2 separate regions of the Mus musculus genome follow, and region 2 is linked to region 1. A link is a contact called in public promoter capture Hi-C data. All regions are on one chromosome and are shown on one strand. The core of a region is the stretch at or near the end of the contact, and the rest is flanking DNA. Distances in the headings are between cores, read along the strand shown.

Region 1 (7,845 bases), core at 2,623-5,122:
AATCTCTAGGTTTGGTAAAAGACTCTGTGTAGAGCAATAGAAACAGATTATCTAGCATCAAGAAAGAGGGGAAAAAATAATTTGTTTTGTCATCTGAACTGTCATAGATCACATTTGACCTCTCTATCTCTTTGTTCCCTTGGGTTTACTATGATAAAATATAGAATGAAGGCACCTATCAGGAAGTGCTTATAACAGCTGTATTTCAGAGGTTGAAGGAATGGCTTACTGGTTAAGAGCACGTGCTGCTCTCCCTCAAGACCTGAATTCAGGTCTGGTACCCGCATCTGTGAACTCACAACCGTCTGTAACTCCAATTCCAGGGATCTTATATTTCAGGATGGGGTCACATACCCACACACGTCTAAACGTAATTAAAAATAATATAAGAAGGATATTTTGTATCTCAACACTTGTCAAAGGCTCCCTTGAGGTTTTAAGCTATTAACTATTTAATGTTCAAGTTACATTATTTCTAAAAAACAAAAACAAAAACAAAACCTGTTTTTCCCACATAAAATCTGTAGTTTAACTTATCTGTCTCTCACAGAGAAATGTTCTCTAGAGCTCATTCATTTGAACAGTCAAACTACAATTTGATGAAAATGGAATCGTATTATCCACTATCCTTTACATAGAAAAGGAAGCAGGTAGCAAGTAGTCAAATCTAACAGTATACTGCTCTTCAGAAATACCCCGGCACTGGATTGTTTAGAAAACATGAAGGCTGTCTGTCAGTACATGAGAATATGTCTAATGCTGTTTTGTAGTCTTTAACTCACGTTATTTTAGTCTTTCTCCATTTGCTCTTATGTGTGTTTGTCTTGATTCTATTATCCTGCCCAATAAGGTTGTTAATTTCTTTTTTCTTTCTTTCTTTTTTCTTTTCTTTTTTTTTTTTCTTCGAGACAGGGTTTCTCTGTGTTGCCCTGGCTGTCCTGGAACTCACTTTGTAGACCAGGCTAGCCTCAAACTCAGAAATCCGCCTGCCTCTGCCTCCCGAGTGCTGAGGTTGTTCATTTCTAAATCATGCAAATGTCCTAGCAAGAAGATGGTATGCAATCCCCATCAACACTGAAGCCCAAGCACAGGTTATCAAGAAGAACAAGGAGAAAGAAAAAAAAAGGTGTTTCATTCCAAACAAATCTATGTGAACTGAATATATTTGAGGGCCGTAAAATAAAAAAATAAAATAAAATAATAAAAGCTGCAGAGAAATGCGTTGGCCTCTCCCTACTCTTTCCTGTCTTGTGTTGAGCATTTCATTCCCTCCACAAAGGTCTCATTGTTGAGGTGACAGCAGAATCCAAAGCAGAATGAGTTATTTCTCTGCCTCTCTCCATCTGAGGCATAACCTACCTGTACTGCTAACAGAGCCCTTCTCTGTTCATTTTCATAGAACTCACTTCTGCAAGAAAACACAAAGAACTTGTGTAGTCAGAGGCCCCTGGGCAACCTGAACAGCCTTTCCCAAGAGGGAGCTGGTGTTTTCCTCCCGATCTCCATCACGTTTATCAAAGAGGCCTTTCTTGGTTTAACATTTAAAGGGCCCCCTCCCCTCTGTGGAAGGGTGAGATTTGGGTGGTGGAGCTGTCTCATTTTACAAAATTCGGGACTGTCCCCAAATCTCTCCAGGCTCTGATATAAACTGAATTTTAGGAAGGAACTTTGAGATTGAGAGATAAACAAAATAGTGTAACATTGTAACACCAACAGGTGTAGTTTCTTCTTCCTAGAACTTCTTGAGTCTCGTGAAGTGGGTATTTATCAAAGGTGAATTTACTTTCCCATACATAATATTTTAATTTCATCTGTTCTGTGTCACTAAAAAAAAAAAAAATAGGGTGATATAAATGTAAGGACATTTAATTGGCAGTTATCCAAACCAAATCATTAATTCACTGAGTTATACATCTGTTTTATGAAATATCATAATTTTATTATATTTATTAATGAATATATTTTTAAAAATCAAATGAGCATAATTCTCTCACTAAGAAAAATAGTAAAAAAATCTATTTTCATTATTTATTACTATAACCATTTTATCCATTTCATCACTAAAAGTAGTTTTACTTTATGTTAAAAATGTAGTATGTTTACAGACAATAATGTATGTCAACGGGAAAAAATGTAAAGAGACATATTACTGGATATAGCTTCTTCACAAATCTTTGAAGTGAAGCAAATGTCTCTTTAGTACCTACAGGCAGTGGACCACACCAAGGCTTCTTACAAATACGAAAAGGAATGAATGTCATTTCTAATGTTTGGAAATATTTCAAGGAAGAAGATCTCATACTTTTCGTAAAGGTTTCACTTGTTATTTGAAAAATGGACAGAGCTGTCTACTGAGTTTGGCATGTTCTCCTTCCTTTGATGTTTCGGAGCATAAAGGCAAAGAAATACTCACTCTGATGTTTCTGACAGGACAGATGACGCACAAACGTATCCTGCCAGAGATAAACACAGGTTGGTGAGACTGCAGGACATACAAATAGCTTGCTCTGGGTTCTGCTATCTAACAGATTTTTTTTTTTAATCCAAAGGCTAAACTATACATTGAGAATTGCTGCAAGTTTTTTTCTTTTTAGAGGATTCTGACCAGAGAATGATCTGTAATATACCTGGGGTGAGCAATAGCCCTCCTAAAAGAATGCCCAATGCCTGTAGATTTACACAGTGCCATCACACAACATAACCAGTGCCTATAAATGTGCACAGTGCGGTCACACAACAGCGTGGGGCCAGACGTGGAATCCCAGAGCTATTCTAGAGCTGGCCCTACCACTTAGTATTTGGCAAGCTTAAGCATGATGCAAAACAAAATGATCATGTTGAACAAGCCAATCTCAATGCCTCTCCACACAGTATCCCACACACCCAGCATCCGGCCCAGCATCCTGCATCTTTTTTCTTGAGAGCTAAGGGCCTCTGTGATGGAAAGATTGTGACTTTTCTGTGTCTCTCACATGTCTGTTATTTCTTCCATTTCCCCTGCAAGCTTCAAACTCTAGACCCTTTACCAGGGATCAAAAAAGAAGAAAAAAAGTACATATAAATAAATGCCATCTTCATAAAGACTTTTAATAAATACTAATTTATAGGTAAATTTGTTGTAAAACTGGAAAATTAATTCATCACCTCAAATGTTAAAGTTAGATCTAAAATCTCTTTTTTTTATTTTTAGGTTTTAATGACATGATGTAGCCTTAACTACTCTATCTCTCATTATTACTCTAAAGTTTCGAGTGCTTAAATTACACATGGGACATCACTGTAATTCATGTTTGGAAAAAAAGGAGTCAGAATGACTGCATGTAGTGATGAAGGCATGGTTTTAAATAGCCACTTAAAGAAAACTCAAAGCACACCAAGGGTAAAAATTCTCTACATTCTTAAGAATCCAGTAAAGTTGTCTGAAGGTGAGTTAGTACATACGTGTTCTCAGGATGTCAAAACACTCGAGAATAAACATAAAAAGAAACAATATCAGTTTCGAGAGAGAGAGAGAGAGAGAGAGAGAGAGAAACGTGTGATAAATGAAGGTCAAGATACGAAAGCTCTTACCTCGTAATGAAACCAGCAGTATAGGAAGGGAGAGAGCACGCCAAGGTACCATCAAACTGAGTTTCTTCACAATGCTCATTTCAGTGAACTCTTTCTCCCTGGACTGAAACCAAAGTGACGGTCTTCACTATGATGGCATCTTACAAGGGTGACTGTTCCTTGTGTGCTCAGATTCAAATGAACACAGTTATGGGATAAAACCACTGAAAAGAAAATCCCCGGGCTTCTCAACCACACACAGCATCCGAGGTTTTAGATAGAGCTCACAGTCAGCCCTTTGGCTGGGTCTCTCATTAGCAATGCAAGGCAGCCTCTTGCCTGAGCCCGGATTAGTTACAGCCAGCTACACACCTGCCCATTAATACACCGTGTTAGCCCATCTCTCAGCCTTTCTAGTAACTTTGAAAGATTGGGATCATCCAAACAATACTTGTTTATACCTTCTAAGGTCATGAGATAACTTATTCCTAAGCGTTGGTATATTGTCCATGTCTTATTTTTCACAAAATAGTAGCCTTTGAAAACAGGAGGAATGAAAATCTAATTTACTTTTCCTACAGTATCTACAGTTTTATATCTTATTCTCAAAACTTTAAAAGTAAATTAAAACTATGTGCATGTATTTTCAACTGAAATCCTATTATGGTACCGACATTTTCATCGGTCCACCGAGCTGTTAAACATTACAGAACAAGTGTAGATTTTCAAAGGAAACAATGTTTTTCTAATATTTGTCTTTTAAAAGAAAACTAAAGAACGCAGCAGGTACTGAAGACCTTTTTGATAATCCATTTTTTCTCATCTTCTATGAAAAGTACCTGATTAGATTACGAAAGAGGGGAGGAGGTCTGTGTTCTTATTCCAGCCATGGGCATTCTTCTCCAGAAGCAACTGACTGCCTACAGCAGCATCAGAGAAGAGAGCTATCATCTTTCAAAATGAACTCCAGAGAGGTGATCTAAGCCCACAAATGAGTGAAAGCCATGTCTAGGCCATGGGTTCACATTTCCTATAGCAGATTCCATGACTCACCTTGCCCTTGTCCCTCCCACTTAAGAGATGGAGTACAATAACAAGAAATGTCTGATTACACAAGTACTACATGGCAGTTATTCCTGTCTGCTGGTTCCCAGGCACTTCCTTTGCAATGACTTCAAAGTATCCAGCGGCTGACTCATCCAATATCCATGACATACACACGCTTCTCTTATGGTCCCAAGTTCATGGATCATGTGTTTTTGTTCCATGTGGTCTTAATTAGTCTCCACTGATGAATAACAGCTAAGTCAAGGAAGCAACAGAAAATGGACACCCATTCAATAAAAAGATAAGCATGAAATACGCACCTAAGCAGTATTAAAATTACAAAGTATGGTGTCCCTGCCTACAGCACACATGTCCATACTTATTTTGAATTTTGATGCATGTATTTTAAAGCAAAGCATGCACTCACTGATAGTCACTAAAACATTCATAGTCTGTTGTTCTTGAACTAACTAGACAATTGCCCAAGTCTGCACAGATAGTCCATGTAATAATTTATATTTACATCCTAAACTGGTCCAGAAATATGTACCTACTAAGCCATAGTCAAAACTACAAAATAATTCCGTTTTAAATGTATCAGTATAAGATCACTGAAAAGCTAGGGCTGCACTCTGGTTAGAGTATAAAATTTGTCCTCCAAAGAACTTTCTCAAACTGAGAGAAGTAAATTTGTGTGTGTGTGTGTGTGTGTGTGTGTGTGTGTGTTTGTGTGTAAAATGTTTTAAATCAACATGCATTACTAAATCTTTTCTCCTATGTCCCTGGCTAATTTACAAATTGACTTTCCACATAAATAACATGATATGACAGATGTATGAAACGCTTCAGGATTGTCTTTCTCTGTCCACTAACATCTTGAATTTTTCCTGAAACTTAATTTTTTTTCACAAATGATGCGCATACAGAAAAATCTTGAGTTGTAGTCAAAATCAAACTTTGCGATTCAACAATTTGATTACAAACCTAGTTATTTTTAATGCGCCTGGAAACTGCCTAGAAAGACTTAGAAAACATGAACTGCATGTTTCTCATATAAACTATAATAACATGTGAAACTAACTAAATGTAACAGAGAAAACTCTTACCTCAGATTTCATATGAGTCTTTTGATTTAAACATATCACTTTAATTTTCACTGAATAAAATGGAGAATTCCAAGGCGCTATCATCTTACTGTTTTTCTGTTTTGTGTTTTTCTGCTTTGTGTTTTTTTGTTTTATGTGTTCAGAACCTGGAAGGTGTTTTGTCTAATAATGAACGCAGTCTAAATTACCACACCCAAAAATAAACCCTGAACTTGGCCATTCTTTTCTAAGTAGAGGCTTACTGTGTGCCTGCCTCTCTATATCAAGGCTTCTCATAAGGAAGAAATTAGAAAAAAAAAGAAGGATGATAAAGAAAGCAATAACTAAATGCCAAGTTCTTTCTCTATCACGAACTTATTACCTGAAATGGTAGTCAGCATGAAAATAGACATCCATGAATAGCTCCAACCGAACAGAGAGTTTAGATGAAAGATTAGACCCAGAGACACAAAAAATGGAATTTATGACTATTGCTATGTGTGATTGTTACTGTCAAAATGACAACTTTTATTTCTTTCTACCCTGACAAAGGATCTTAGACAAAATGTGAGTCATCCACCAGTTTATGGAGAGATACTAGGTTCATAAGAATCCTGAGGCAAGGCTAGAATGCAAGCAATAAAATGTTCCCTTTCTGCCAGAAAAGTACTGTGCATTTTCCCACACGGAATATGACCTTTGGAAAGTTGACACCCAACAATCTGTTGGCCTTAACACAGCACATTCAAAACAACTGGCAAGAATGGGAAATCTCTGACCTTGTGGCATATATGCCATTGATAAAGGGATGCTGTAATAAAATGCATTTTCTTTGAGAATCATTTATTTCCCTAATACAAGATTCATTTCCATGAACTGAGATCAAATCTGAAGTAGCTAACATTCGACTCCCATAATATCAGTGTCTGCTTCTGAAATTCAACTATTCCTCATTTGTTTTGCTAAACCCAACACACTGCAAGTTCCATGATTTTATCCAGAATTTGTCTTATCGTCAAGATACCAAAAGGAATCCATCTCTAAGATGAATTTTAACTCTCTGAGTTCCACGCTCTTATCATAATAGGATAGTTTGTAGAATTCTACATATGCTTTCAAGCTGTTTGCTATGTGGCTATTTCTTTGGTGTATTACGTAATTTAATTTAGATGTGATCTATCTTAGCTTTGCCATATGTAATACTTCATAATCATTCTGTATTGGTCACGATTTCAATAAAAAGTTTAGTGCTAAAAGTCCATCACTCTCTAGACATTATATAGACATTAATTTTCCAGGTTGCCATAGAGTGATTGGTTTGCACTATCCAATGGAGGAAGAAGGAATGTTCCTCCAATTAACTTCTTATCAAGATCTTACTTTGCCTCTTGCGTTTTGCTGCACTGCTACCACATGCTGCATTTATATTACCTAGAGCACTGTGTGAGGGAGTTAGTCTCTTGTGCCTGTGATTCCTGCTTGTATCCTCAACATTTGTGTGTGTGTGTGTCTACCTTTATGACTGCTGAGAGAAAGTATGTTCATGTCCTAAAGATAAGCGGTGATGGCTTCAATCCTCTAGATTATAGGGTTTGCTTCCTTCTAGGTAGACTTCATTAAGGGGTTTACAGTTTTGTGTTTTATATATATGGCTGACAGGGCATTTTCTGTGAGGATCCTTTGAGCACCAGAGTGTGAATTCAAATTCTGAATTCAAATCGAGGAAATCAACTTCACTCTTGCTTTGGCTTTGGCTTCTGATGATGTCACTTTCATCTACATGGAAGCATCAAATTATGATTGTGGTAAACTGTTTTATCACCTCCAACTAGTAAATTCTAATGTCAGATAAACTACCGTATTACCAAAATCAAGACACCAATCATCAGAGACACATTTTTCTTTCCACGTATTTTAAATATTTGTTTTCTTTATCAGTATAATTACAGCTTTCCTTCTCAGCTTAGTTATGAGTGAAAATTATTCAAAACAAATAACTGAAAAGTTGCTTTTTTTTTAAAGAAAGCACATCAAAACAACTCCTCTTTGGAGCATATTACACAAATTATAAAACCAAACTATTCAGATTCCCCAGTGCCATGATTAGACGGTTTCCTATCATACTAAGATTCCAATTCAAATACCAGCAACCTAGCTTATGATG
Region 2 (7,845 bases), core at 1,379-3,878, 9.2 Mb after region 1:
TGCCACTGCAAGCATGACACCACATTCAGACAGATACTTACTTATACTGTAAACTTTTGTACAAGTATCTTACATCCCACTAGGTTCACATTCCACAGCCCAGCTTCCTCTTGGTGAGGCAGCATGCCTAGCACCGGTTCTTCGTGAAGCACTCAACAGCCCCCCCCCCTCCCATTAAGTCCCAATCCAGGGGAGGTTTAGCATTCCTAGACAGTGCAATTCAAGTCTTCACAATTTCAACACACTTGGAAAATTATCAAAACATGAATCCCAAGTTCTAATGGCTTTGGCTTTGTTTTCCCTACATGGTTCACTAAAGAGTCTGACGCATAGAAAATGCTCAATGTCATTTGAATTGACTTGAGCAATAGTTAAAAGTTATAATGCCCGAAAGTATTTGATTTTTACCAATTCCCTTTTTTTGCTTTTATAACTCCCATACTTTTTTCCCTTCAAAACACACTATAACCAGAGAACAAATACATAATCAAACCTAACTTGACTCATTTTCCAGACTTTAATTCAACATCCCAATCTTGGGCTCTGAACAACTGAGTTCTTCAAACACTAAGGGGCTACCGCATCATTCCGAGTCTAAACACTACAACTTATCTTCACTCACACTTTCCCACGGGCTAGAAAAACACCCCCTTTGTTTATTATCAACAACCTTGACAGAGATTTGAGGGGCTGGGGAGACTGCTCCCACGTCGAGTGCTTGCTGACTGAGAAAGTGAGAGAACCTGAACTGGCACCGACAGCACCTCCATTATAAACTAGATGCTGGGCCATGTGCCGATAACCAGTAGACCTGGACTGGGGACATGGGGCAAACACAGGACGGTCCCTGGGGCTTGCTGGCCAAGCAGCCCAGCCGGAAGTACAAGCTCCAGGCTCAGGAGACCCTGTCTCAAAAGGATCATCATGATCATGGTGCTGGGTAGTCTAGGTTCACCTCTGGCATTACACACACAGAGAATTTGTTTTTTAATGAAATAAACTTTTCTTTTGCATAAGACAGTATATGCAACTCGTCACTTCAAATCATTCCCCTCATTCATGATATCTTCCCTTCCAGTAGTCGAAAGAGAAAGTACGAGAGAGAGAGAGAGAGAGAGAGAGAGAGAGAGAGAGAGAGAGAGAGAAACAGTATAAATCCTAACGTAAGCATAATAAGGGCAGATAATGTCACTGGTTTCATGAAGATGACTTGTGTATATTGACACCACCACAAGGTCATTTGCAACAAATAAACTATCTGATAATAATTTAAAACTCAATAAAAGCGGAAAATAGCTCCATTATTTCCTACAAACCTTTTATCCGTAGTTTATCACCTAAACTCAGTTTACTAACAGTGCCTACAAGATTTTCTTCTCTAGGAAAGTCTCAGTTTATTGGAGTTAAACACTTCATATGCTTAAATCAACAAACACCTCTGTCCCGCTGTGGGAACACCCCCACCCCGCGTTCCCACAACTGGACTACACGAAGAACCTCCGAGGAGAAACTGAGGGAAATTATATATATATATATATATATATATATATATATATATATACATATAATATACATACATATGTGTGTGTATATATATGTGTGTGTGTATATGTGTGTGTGTGTGTGTATATACACACATATATACACATATATATAATTAGCTCAAGAAATGACAGTTCCAAGTATGAAAGTAAACAAACTGGGGTGAAAAAAAAGGATACAATTCTCCAGCCTTTTGCAGTCAACTTGTGCAAGGTCCCGACTGAAGTCTTAACAACTGTGACTTCGGATGAGCGCAGGAATTCGGAAGGCTGATTACAGAATAGCATGGTTTTTTTTTTTTTTTTAACGTCAGCAAGAACACGGGGAAACTCCTCTGAATCTACGAATCTCCTCAAATCTTTGTTTTTAAGAAGTAACTCCCAACAGTTTCAGTTTGCAAGGGAGCAAAGACCCTTCGAGGAATGGTACTGCCTCACTGACCGACCCTACGCAGGCATCCAGACCCAGTTAAGTTTCGAGCCGAGTCCAAATCGAACCTCCGGCGACCCCGACGCAAGCCCCGCAAGAGATCGCCAGCATCCACACAGGGAGCGCCCCACCCTCGGACTGACTACACCCCTGGGACACAGGATAATTACTGAGACGGGAAGAGGGGACAGATCCAAGAGGCGACGAAAGTTGGACACTGATGTCCAGTGCAGTCTGGCTGTCCCGGTCCCCAGCGTCCGAGTGCACAGACCCCACAGCGGAGGCACCGAGCCCACTTGCCCGATGCAGAGAGGGGGTCGCAGCGCCGACGGCCGGGCCCCGCTACGGAGTCCCCCCTCTGCGGGCGGCCGCGGCTCCGGGAACCCCGCTCCGGCTGCGCCCCGCCCACTCCGCGGCCCCGCATCGCGCCCCTTCCCGGCCCGCGGGCCGCGCGCGCTCCGCGGCGGCCGACGAACCCCTTCCCCGGATCCCCGACGGCTGAACCTGCAGCGGACAGCCGGGTCCGAGGCTCGCTCGCCCAGCGCAGGCCCCGCTCGGCGTCCCCGGCTACTCACCGTCGGCGCGAAGGCGCTGCGAGGGGCGCGGGGTGGCAGCCGCGGAGCTCCTCACTCTCCCCGCGACCTGACCCCCTGCTCGGAGCCTCGGCGCCTGTGTCTACAAGGCCTCTCTCCAGCCCGAACCCTAGACAAGCACTTCCGGGGGAGCGGGGGAGGGCAGGGGTTTGGCACCGGAACTGCTCCCAGGCTGGAGCTGCCAGCCCTCCCGGGAGGGGCGTGGCCTCTGCTCCGGGCGCCAGCGGACCCGCCCCCGAGCCCCGCCCCCGGGCTCCTTGCTAACCCCTGTGGTCCCGCGGGCCCCGAGCTACCGCTGGCACCCCTTATTTTAACGCCTGTTAGGATCGCTCCCTTCTACTTAATTCTACAGGGGCCCGGAGAATCTAATTTCGCCGAGCCCGGAGCATTCACCGGCTTGCCGACCGGCCGGCGGTGTTATCCTTTCTCGCTTCTGTCCCGCGTGAAAATGCAGTTGACATTTATCGAAGGAAGGCTTACGGCGTGGTAGACAGGGCATTTATTACGCGATTCGGTGGCGTTAACTCATTTAATAACCTTCAAACTCCTGGAAATTGGTGCTTTTATTCTCTGTGTCTTACAGAGAAGGAAATCGGCCAAAGTATCGGACTTTACCACATATGCTGGCTCTTGGTTTTACTTTAATTTGTGGTATGCGTAGAACTCTCATTTGCCCCAAACAAGACTTTTCAAATTATTCAAAGACGGGAGCCAAATTATTTCCCTATATGGGTCATCCTTTGCACTTTAAACAAAGGCTGAGATGATGGGCTATGCAATCTTAGTGCCAGGATCCTGTTTCTTTACATTTCACCCTGGTGTGTGTGTGTGTCGTGTTCATCTCTGGATTGTAGACGTTAAAAATAATATAATGCATAACGCAATAGTAAGCATTTCAAAGTACCCAGGACTGAGTACGTCCGCACAATTCTTATACCTAACCAGTAACTAGCAATAGAGAAGACCTGGGCACTTTTGAAACTTACCAAAGACAGACAGTATGAGAGCCTACAGAGTCAGTGTCAGGCAAAGAAGTGAGACGATCTTAAAAGATTTGCTCTGTCACAAAATCAAGAAACATCAAATATTAAAGGCAGGTTTTCAGTATGAAGCAAAGCCCCACATGGAAGAAAAGGGCTCAAACCTGACAAGCTATTTTGTTTCCAGCAGTCTAAAAAGGCTGAGGCAGGGAGAGTCCGGAGAGTTTCTAGCCAGCCTAAGCTTTACAGTGAGTTTCCAGACAAAGGTGGCCAGGACTATGAAGCAAGACTCTTGTCCAAAAAGAAGGAGAGGAGGAGGAAAAAAGGAAGAGCAAAAAAGAAAAGAGTTTCTTAGCATGCATAGTGTCTGTTAAATACTGCAGGGACAAGTGTTAAGACAATCTGCTTTGAGAAAGGCAGAGTAAAAGAAAACCCCTTATTACAAATTTAAGATGCAAACAATGCCATCACTATTGCTGTATATAAAGTACTGCCTTGTGCTTTATGTAATTGCAGAAGTGTTTGTAAACACTTCCAGAATTCTCAAGTTCAAGCAGCCTTTCATGCCTCCTAGTAGACTGAAGAAGAAGAAGAAAAAAAAAAAAAAAAGACCCTGCACAGACAAAACTTAGGCTGTCTCTAGCTGTTTACCATCTCCACCCCCCAATCCCAGACACGAGCACGAGTGCGCGCCAAGGGCAGCACACGCGCGTGCGGGGGCGCGCGCGCACACACACACACACACACACACACACACACACACACACACACAGAGCCCAGAGACCTAGTGAGGGGAACCCTCAATCACAGCCTGTCACGTAACTGGTAAGTGGTGAAGCCTGGATTTAAAAGTGAAGCTGTGTTCTCAGGTGCTTTTCACCACGCTGCCAGCAGGTCTCAGGCTTGAAAATGCCTCGCAATCACCGGGAGGGCTTGTTAAACAAATTGCTGGGCTCCATCCCCAACCCTTTCACTCACCCAGGGTAGGGCTTCTCGAGGTGTGTCCCCGGCCAGCCTGGCAGCTCCACATCACCTGGGAATGTATTAAAGATGCAAATTGCCAGGCCCCGCCCAGACCTTGTAAAGCTGTAACTCCAAAGATTAGACAGAACAACCCTAGTTTTAAGAGCCCCTCCTCCGCAACCTCCCCGCCCCCACCTCGCATCTGATAAGACGTCCAGTTAAAGAACTACAGCATTCTAGTAGCCTATCTTTTGCATATTCTTTTCTTAATTGTGGTAAATCTACAGCATGGGATTGTTGTTCTTTTTTTTTTAAGATTTATTTATTTATTGTATGTGAGTACACTGTAGCTGTACAGATGGTTGTGAGCCTTCATGTGGTTGTTGGGAATTGAATTTTAGGACCTCTACTTATTCCGGTCAACTCTGCTCACTCAGTCCCTGCTCGCTCCAGACACACCAGAAGAAGGCGTCCCATCTCATTACGGGTAGTTGTGAGTCACCATGTGGTTGCTGGGATTTGAACTCAGGACCTTCGGCAACCCGGGATTGTTGTTCTTGTTGGGAGGAGAGGAGTGTTGTTTTGTAGTGCTGCGGATTCAAATCTGTCTCTAAGGCCATTGGAAGCAAATGTCACTGAGTTACACACGCCTAGTCAGAAAGAGAGAGAGAGAGAGAGAGAGAGAGAGAGAGAGAGAGAGAGAGAGGCTTCCTGCCTAACTAAACGACATTTTGGAACATTTTTATTTATCTTTTTTCTTTTCACGGGAGATAAAAATGGGGAAAGTGAGTTTTAATGGGGGATTTTTTTTTTTTTTTTTTTTTTACTGAAACTGAACCAGATGATTCTGAGGTGGGGGTGGGGGTGGGGGTGGGGGTGGGGAAACAAATCTTCCTTGAAACCTGCTCCGTGTTGGAGGCTTTACATGCGTTTTCTGAATTAATCTTCGATGTGCTGTGAGGTTTTATGGTCTTACTTTTACAAATGAGAATAGCCGAGGCCTAGGTGAAGTAATTGACTTAAGGCCACATTCTTGTTCGGGGTAGAAACAGCATTGCTCAAAGATCCCTCTAATTCCAAAGCTCTTGCGCGTCCCACTTTGTGGCTGGAGCCTGCAGAAGGAGATTCCAGCGGCTCCACCACCCCAGCCACGCAGCGTTGAGTAAGCGATTTAATCTTTATTTTCAATTTCTCCCATCTATAAATAATGCTATCATAAATCTGCCCTGCCCACACTAGAATGTCAGAAGAAATGAGGGAATAAAAGTGCTTTCAGCTCTTTGAAGAAAAACAGTTTTTAAAAAAAGTATAGTATTGTGCGTTTAGACACACACTGCTCACATTTGTAAGCCTGGGCTTTGGAGTTTTTGTTGTTTCTTCCCGATTCATATAGAAGAGCGTCCCACTCCCCTTCCAAAAAAAAAAAAAAAGTGTTTAACTTCATTTGACAGTGTCTCCTAAAGGATATAGAAGCTGATAGAGGCTCTTACATGTTGTTGTTGTTGTTGTTGACTACATAGAGAGCAGAAGGAGGCAGTCCACATGTGTACTTGTCACCCCAGTGTTTAGGCAGCCTGAACTATATATAGTAAGTCCCTGACTAAAAATCAAGGAGCAGGGGTATGCCTCAATGATAGTAGGCTTAACATGCGCAACACCCTGGGTTTCATTCCCCGCTACCCTGTCAAACTTGTAATTTAAGTGACACAAGGTTCACAGACCCCCCACTTTGGTACCAAATGCTAGCCCACCTTCACCCTAAACACACATTTAATCCAAAGCTTGCTTTTTTTTTTAATCTTTCCATTTAAGCCCCTTCCACCCCCCTGCCTCCACCCACCCACCCCTCCACCCCGCCCCAATGAAGACTTAAAAATTCCTGTTATTTTATTATGTAGAAGGATTTAGGTCTTAATCTTTATCTCAGGCCAGACTCCGGGTCGTCTTTACTGACTTAATGGCCAGGTTGCACAATCCCAGGGGGTACTGTTCACAAAGAAGACAGCCAGAGTGTTGCTCAAGGGGGTGCCAATCACACAGACCCCATGCCTGGTGGAACGGACAAGGCGAGGACCCAGTCTCTGCAAAGCACCTCTTCCCAGATCCATTAAGGCAGTTTGTTAAACAAAAGAGCTGTGCACTTCAGCGTCTACCCTTGGCCAGGCCTGGAGATAATGGCGGTCTTTGTTTATGTTTCGTTTGTTTTAACACAGGCCTGGGCCTTTAACACCCAGCTTACCAGTCTTGGGCTCCAGACTTCCCTGAGACATTTTTCACTGCCTACTCTGATACTGTCAAATCTCTCAGCCTTAAGAGCTTTTTAGATGTTGCAGAGTTATTTTCAGACAGGATTTTACTATGTCGTTCAGGCTAACTTCCAATTCTTAATCCTCCTGCCTCCACCTCTCAAGGGTTGGGATTATGGACAAGTGTCACTATGCTTAACTAGAGTTTTGTTTTGTTTCGTTTTAAACCTAAAGATGGTCACACATTGTTTACCTCAACTTTGATCCTTTCTTTGGCACACGTGCTTGAAATGTACTGCAAAGGATGCTACTCGAACTGTGTACAATACATAAGTTGTTTTATTCTAGGTGGGTGCAGAAAGGTTTGAAAATGGCTCTGGAACGTATGTGACCCATCGTTTTGTACCAATAAATAAATATATAAAAATAAAATAAGCTCAAAAGGTTTTTTTTTAAGATTTTTTCCCCTCTTTTTAATTTTTTTTATATGTGTATGGATTTGTTCTCTGTGCCCACAGAAGTCAGACGAGGACACTGGATCTTCTGAAACTAGACTTATCCGTGGTTGTGAGCCACCATGTGTGTCCTGAGACTTGAACCCAGATCCTTTGTAAGATCATCCTTTGCTCCTAACCACTAAGCCATTTCTCCACCCACAAGATTTATTTTATTTTTAATGATGCGTGTAGGCGTGTGTCTGTGTGTGTGGCTACGTATATTCGTGAGAGCAGCTTCCCAAGGAGTTCAGAGGCCTTCGATGCCTTGGAACTTAAGTCTCTTTCAATTATGAGCCACCCAATATAGGTCCTGGGAACACTTAGGGTCCCTGGGACACTTGGGGTTCCCTGGGAAAGCAGTTCATGGTCTTCTTGGAGGTAACTGGTAGTAGTGGTAGTTATTGTTATTTGTGGATTTGTTGTGGCTGTTTTTTGGTTGGTTGGTTGGTTGGTTGTTTTTATATGGATGAGTGTTTTCTGTTTACCATCTGCATGCACTGCAAAGGGCAGAAGAAGGCATCCCCCTCACCCCCAGCCCCACCCCTACCCCCAACCCCACCCCTACTTCCATCCCAGCCCCACCCCCAGAACAGGA

Evidence for each region. Promoter capture Hi-C pulls out the DNA fragments that hold promoters and counts their contacts.
Region 2: a promoter capture Hi-C map of 3T3-L1-derived adipocytes shows a contact between it and region 1, with 2.3 times the contacts expected there. The contact joins the promoter of Frs2 here to the promoter of Otogl in region 1. A contact is called at or near these places in 3 of 39 promoter capture datasets (the 3T3-L1 cell line and 3T3-L1-derived adipocytes).

The regions. Positions count from the first base shown.
Region 1 is chr10:107,908,507-107,916,351 of GRCm38.p6, forward strand. It overlaps Otogl (otogelin-like), which reads right to left and starts at 3,873. Exons shown (of 58, transcript NM_001177567.2): 1 at 3,571-3,873; 2 at 2,414-2,453; 3 at 1,360-1,408. The coding sequence starts at 3,622.
Region 2 is chr10:117,145,846-117,153,690 of GRCm38.p6, forward strand. Frs2 (fibroblast growth factor receptor substrate 2) reads right to left here and starts at 2,629. Exons shown (of 10, transcript NM_177798.3): 1 at 2,547-2,629.